Regions from separate parts of the Zea mays genome. Here region 2 is linked to region 1. A link is a contact called in public Hi-C data. All regions are on one chromosome and are shown on one strand. The core of a region is the stretch at or near the end of the contact, and the rest is flanking DNA. Distances in the headings are between cores, read along the strand shown.

Region 1 (2,994 bases), core at 345-2,844:
GCATGAAAACCTATAAGTGGGATAAAGTAGATATGCTTTCTCAGCAATGTAACACTGTCAAGGGTTATAAAAAACTCAACATCTACCCCACCCCCACCCATACACAGCGGCACCATAGCTCATGTGAAAACGACCACGACCGGAGACAGAACTTAGATCTCGTGGCATGGGAGAGATGAAGGGATTTCTTAACCCCAACTTGTCGAACCCAGAACGTGGGGAGTGCTACACTGCTACTCAACAAAAGGCCCTTGCGTGCATTTTTGTCGGCAATACATACGGACAACTAAATATTCAAGACTTCTGTTCAGGACAGTGAAGATACATCCAGTTTATGTAGTACCCTTAGTGAACTGTCATCTAAGTAGTCTGCTTTCATTTCTAATAGGATGCATGCTCATGGGCATCTATGTTGTTCAGTTTAACATTTTCACAAAATATCCTGACCACAACCATGTCGTAAATCAGTATCATCCTTCTAACAAATAGCAGGAGCCCTCTGAAAGATTGAAGATGTGCTGTATTCGTGCACCATCTAAAATGTGAATTTGACATTGCCATTTCACCGTATAAGTGCAGCAATGATTTACCAGTAACCCAAAGCATGGATACCTCAACAGTTAGCATCACTAGTTGAGGGTAGGTGCAAAATCTATAGTAGGGTCATCAGATCGATGGTAAAAGCTAGCATCTTTTGTTTCAGCAGACAGAATCAGAGAGTTTCTATTCCAAGTAGCATAACCACTGCAAACGGAAACAGCTACTAACATATGTATGCACACCTATATTCCAATCCTCAATCGATTCTTGAAGTCATGACGACAGTCAAAAGGATGACTGGGAATGGATACTTTTAATCACAAGATCGGGTTGAAGACATCAGCAAGACCTCCCCCAAAAAGGCGCAAGACCAAACAGCGCCATACCCCGTTGACCAACCAAAGCAGTCCCCAAGATGTCATCTTGGATCCTAGACATGAAGAAATTGCTCAGGAGCCACGGGAAAGGGGGGGAATACCGCAGATTTTGATGGGGGCCTCGAGCTCCAGCAGGTTGGGCTGCTGCAGGAAGATCTCCTTGGCGGCAGCGCAGAGCTGCTTAATCTCCGACTCTGACAGCTGCGCGTTCTTCCCAGGCTTGAGATTCTTCACCTCCAGAAGCCGGCGTATGACGTCGTCCAGCAACGCCGGATCCATCTTGAGCTATCCGACACTCACACCACCCTTCTCGAAACTTCTCAGCGACTCAAGGCTAGCAACAGTTGAAGGGGGGAAAACTAAAATCTTTACAAGAAAAAAAAACGCAAGCGCAGATCGAAGAAATCTCGGCTGCTGTACGCTTGGGATGGACCAGAGGAGCGGGCTTTGGTCTGTGATCGGCGGTGCCTCGGTGACACAAAGATGCCACCTTTTTGTTTGGTCAGTTGGTCTTTCTGGGCTTCTTTTTCCCCCTCCTGTTTCTTCCCCCTAGGATGCTCTCCTGATCTTGTTCTTGCAGATGGGGGAGACGGTATGGTGGGTTTTTGGAGGGGATTCGGATTGTATTCGCGGCTGTCCTCTCTGGTTTCTTGTTCTTGGCATTGGTAATGGGTCTCCCCTCTCTCTCTCTCTCTCTCTCTCTCTTCAATGAGCTAATTCCCCAAGGAAGACTTGTATTGGACTTTGGAATAAAGGCAAAGCCATTTTATGGTTAGGCCCTCCGTTTACTTGCTTGACGTGTTTGAGTCCTTGGTTGGAGATTACAAGAACAAAAAAAAGAAGATGGACGCCGTCTCTTTCCGCTCTCCACATCTCCTTTTCGTCTGACAGATCGTTGCTCCGGGTCTGTCTGGCATGTATAGCAGTATCCCTCGGGATGGAAGAAGAGAACAGTCATCAGTGGCAAACTGGCAACGCTGATGTTCGTAGGAAATCTGGGTGCAAGCATTTATGCCTTGGGAAGACTTGAGTGTGATTCTCTCATCCTGTACTGATGCATCTGTCCTGGCAGTTGCTACTTGCTAGTTGCAACTGTAACGCCATCAGCTCACTTGAAGCGGTCGCTGTACATGTAGTTTCCGCTAAGGGCTCCTTTGGAACACAGGAATCCAAAATCATAGGAATAGGAAAAACATAGGAATAGGAAAGGAATTGATATGAAAAACAGAGGATTCAAAACCAAAGGAAAAATCCCTAAAGAGACGTTTGGATGACACAGGACAAACATAGGAATGCTTAGAGTATACTATGTAGTTAATGTAACTCATCATAGCTTACGTATGTATTGATTTACAAAGTGCTATTTTTTATTGTTGTTGCTTGCTCAGCACGGACTAAATAACCAGCTGTTTGCCTCGATCCTATGCGAGCTGCAGAAAAAAAAGAGGTCAGGGTGGATTGTTTCTTTCCTATGGTTTTCCTATAGAAGTTGGAGGATAGGAAAATTTCCAAAGATTTTCGTCAGGTTGTTTCCTACGAACCAAACGGCTCTACAGTGCTAATTCCAAAGGATTCATGGTTCCTACATTTTTCCTTTGAAAATCCTATGAACCAAAGGAGCCCTAAACAGAAATTAATTCTGGTGTGAGACCGCAAAAAATCTCATACGCTGCAACATGGTGTGAGCCACTTGGTATACATGGTTAAGGCATCATGAAGTTGACCAAAACGGAGTTATTCAGATTTCAAACCAGCTAGGAAGAAGAGGTTGCAGGACAAATGGTACACTGGGAATTTTCAGCTTTACATTCGTAGATAGAAATAACTTCCATGTTATTCACCGGCTGTGAAATAGGTGAAGAAAAAACGTTCCTTTCTATGTGAACCTTCTGCCTCTGCACAGCAGATGCGCCCAAAACTAGTCTAAAGGGACAGCCATCTTACAACCACAACCACCAGCACTAGCTGAAAGATGGTGATTGTATTGTTTTGTATGTGTGTATTCTTCAAACTAGACTTTGTTTTTTTGTATGTGATGATGCAAGCAAGCCTGGACTGAAGTACATGTGTATATGTA
Region 2 (2,994 bases), core at 364-2,863, 130 kb before region 1:
ATATTTTTTCGCATTTAGAGATACCTCTCATTAGTCTGCATTTGTGGCTTCAGTAATAGTTTTCAAATGCACTTTGCATCCCATTGAACGTTGCATTTATGGGCATAAACACGAGCAATGATGAAATTGCGAAAGTAAAGTGCTTTGACTTGTACACGTCTCTAAATCAGTTTGTCCAGTTTAGCATGAATCTGCCATAATAGCATCGCTCAAAGCATCCACTTGATTTTTTTTTGTGAGAGTCATGTTTCTTTGTTTTTACGATACTTTCCTATTTAATTATTGTTTAGTTGGTTTTAGCTGAACAATTAATAAGAAGCCACACATATTATAGAGGAATTTCTGCCACCTTGGATTTTTCTACAAATCCTTCGCATCCTTTTGTCGTACTTAATTGACTCATAAATTTTAGGAATCTTCAATAAATGTTCCACATTGATGCTACAGGTTACATGGTCTCCATGTGATATGTGGTAATGTCAGTCTTAAGTTCTTAACACAACTTCTTATTTTTTATTACTACTCATTCATTTGCTCTAAATACTACACCCAATTTGTTATATATTTGTCCAAACTTACTATGTTAAGAACAAAAGCTTAATCTTATAAAAGTAGTAAACTTGATTATTTATGTGGATATTTCAGCTTTCCTGGTATCATGGGAGATGATTTGATCATTCAATGTGTTTGATTCAAAGGGAAAGTACTATGGTCATGTTGTTGCCCGGGTTGGTACAATGGTTGAGGATCCTATAAGATTTTACAGACCATTTTGCTATTTTTTTGTCAAAGTTAACAAAAAGAGTTCTTAGTAGGACCTCTGCTATTGTCCAATGGATTGATTTGGTAATTATAAATTTGTTGGTAATAGCATCACATACTAAGTGAAGCATGATAACCATTGGTATACAACAAAGCTCACAAAGTGCTCTCGCTGCATTGCAACGACTAGATATTGTGATTATATAATAGATCTTATTGTGAGGACTCCTAAAATCTATTATCATCAGCATTTCTACTTGAGTTAAATCCTTTTGCAGGTAGCCAATCCAATTGGTATTGCAGTACAAAGAATGAAGTTTGAAGCCATATTGTACTCGCAGCAGCTACGACAAAAGCAATTGTTCAATATACTATGCAGTGGTTATGTTACTGTTGGCTCATGCTGAAGTATTTGAACTCTGCAACTGCATCAAAATTGTGGCTACACTGTCAAACTAAAGTTGTGTTAATAGGTTCATGACTATAGGAGCCAGCGATTTCTGTGTAACACAGCCAAAGAGGTAAACTGATTTTTTATGAATTGGAATAGTTCATTTGATATCCAAATCTATACTAAATTAGTTATATATTCATGGGTTCAACAATTAACACAAACAACAACACACCTATTGACTTGGAAGTTAGTGTTGATCATTCCGCCTCATAATTTCTGTCATATATGCAGAGAATCTAATGCAAATAATGTTTCTTCTGTGTTGAAGTCCCAAAAAATAATAGGTACATCTAGATTCCCTTTTCTAATTGGCAATTGCTCTATTTTCTGTTATGTTAGCAATTTTTTACACCTTTCCCCTTTACACCAAATATGTCTATTAGAATGCATACTTAAACGACGGAGGGCAGCTTCAAGGAATCCCCCATCGCGCAGGCGGTCGCTGTGGAAGGCGGAGACAGAGAATCTGACAAAAAGAATCGCGAGCGCCTTTGTGCGGAAGCCCTCTCGCAGGTACAAATTACATGATAAATTTTGTTTGAAAAGCTCTAAGCCTGTCTAATTTTTACCGGCGAACGGCAGTGGTATTAATTTATTCACAACAACATAATAATAATAATAAAAGATTAATATCTGTTTTCATATCTAGCTGCCGGGCTCCAAGATTGACGGGGAGTACGACCCCTTAATGCTTGACCTCTTCGTCTACCGGCGTGCCGTTGCTCCGCGGGACACCGCCTGGGAGAGTGCCCCATTGGTCCTCCACGACGAGGGACTCATCACAGTCAGGGTTGGCTGGCCTCCACATGAACCCGAGCAGCCATGGGACCTAGTGGAAGCTATGACGAGGATCCTTGGCCACCATCCGGGCCCAGTATCTTCGTTCCGCCTCCATTCGTCGCTCTCGCCCGACGTGGACACGCTGGGCTGCTGGATGGATTTGCTCTCAGAGAAGGGAGTCGCAGTGCGCACGTACGTGACAGTTGATCGCATTAACTTCCATCGTATCCTCGCAGTCGCATGCGGCAGACAACCTCGATCCATGTGAAAATTAGAGTATACTAAAGTTGTCTGCACCAGATTATACATATGATTGTGTAATTTAACACTTAGAATTCCCGAAAGAGTCCCGGTCGCACCGATTCCTCCCACGAGTCCCTAGACGGCAGGTGCGCTCCCACGGTCGCCCTCCACACCCACGGTCCCCCAACCACGTCAGTGCTCCCAGATCGGCAGATCGTGCAAGCGCATAGATTTAGGAGATCTTTTTATGGTAGTTACAATTAGCGGATGTTGTTGTGGATACGTGTAAGCTATGCTAGTGTGAATCATAAAATTGTTTGTTAATCGTCATAATTTTATGTCGGAATTGGGTGAAACAATTCAATAAAAAGCGACCATTAGTCGTTGAACTGTACAATTATATGCCTTAAAAATCATATGTACAACTCATAAAAATATTGTCGTACCAGTATCGGAAAACATATACAAGATTGGTTAATGACTAAGAATGTGCGTAGATTTGTCAATTGTTGGCAAAAATACTATCGGCTTATATCATGCATAAATGATACTCTCGAGGCTTTCAGCAGTTACAAGAAGCTTATATCGTAAATGATACCGCGCGCACATTTCAAGCGTAAAATGTGATTCGATGTATATAAATTTTTCCTTGGTATACATAAATAGATCATCAGCAATTGTACAAAAAACATGGTTTACATGAAATTTAGTGAAAATATTGACTAAAAAATTGGTACAGATCGTGGTGACGCATG

The links. Hi-C and Micro-C count contacts between places; a contact is called where the count stands out from the background.
Region 2: a Hi-C map of tassel shows a contact between it and region 1, with 1.8 times the contacts expected there. The contact joins the promoter of LOC103655700 here to the promoter of LOC542269 in region 1. A contact is called at or near these places in 3 of 25 Hi-C or Micro-C datasets (bundle sheath, ear and tassel).

The regions. Positions count from the first base shown.
Region 1 is chr4:176,058,581-176,061,574 of Zm-B73-REFERENCE-NAM-5.0, reverse strand. It overlaps LOC542269 (ser/thr protein phosphatase 1), which reads right to left and starts at 1,594. Exons shown (of 4, transcript NM_001111871.1): 1 at 1,019-1,594. The coding sequence starts at 1,196.
Region 2 is chr4:176,191,921-176,194,914 of Zm-B73-REFERENCE-NAM-5.0, reverse strand. LOC103655700 reads left to right here and starts at 1,613. Exons shown (of 2, transcript XM_008682408.2): 1 at 1,613-1,729; 2 at 1,866-2,563. The coding sequence starts at 1,613. The coding sequence ends at 2,264.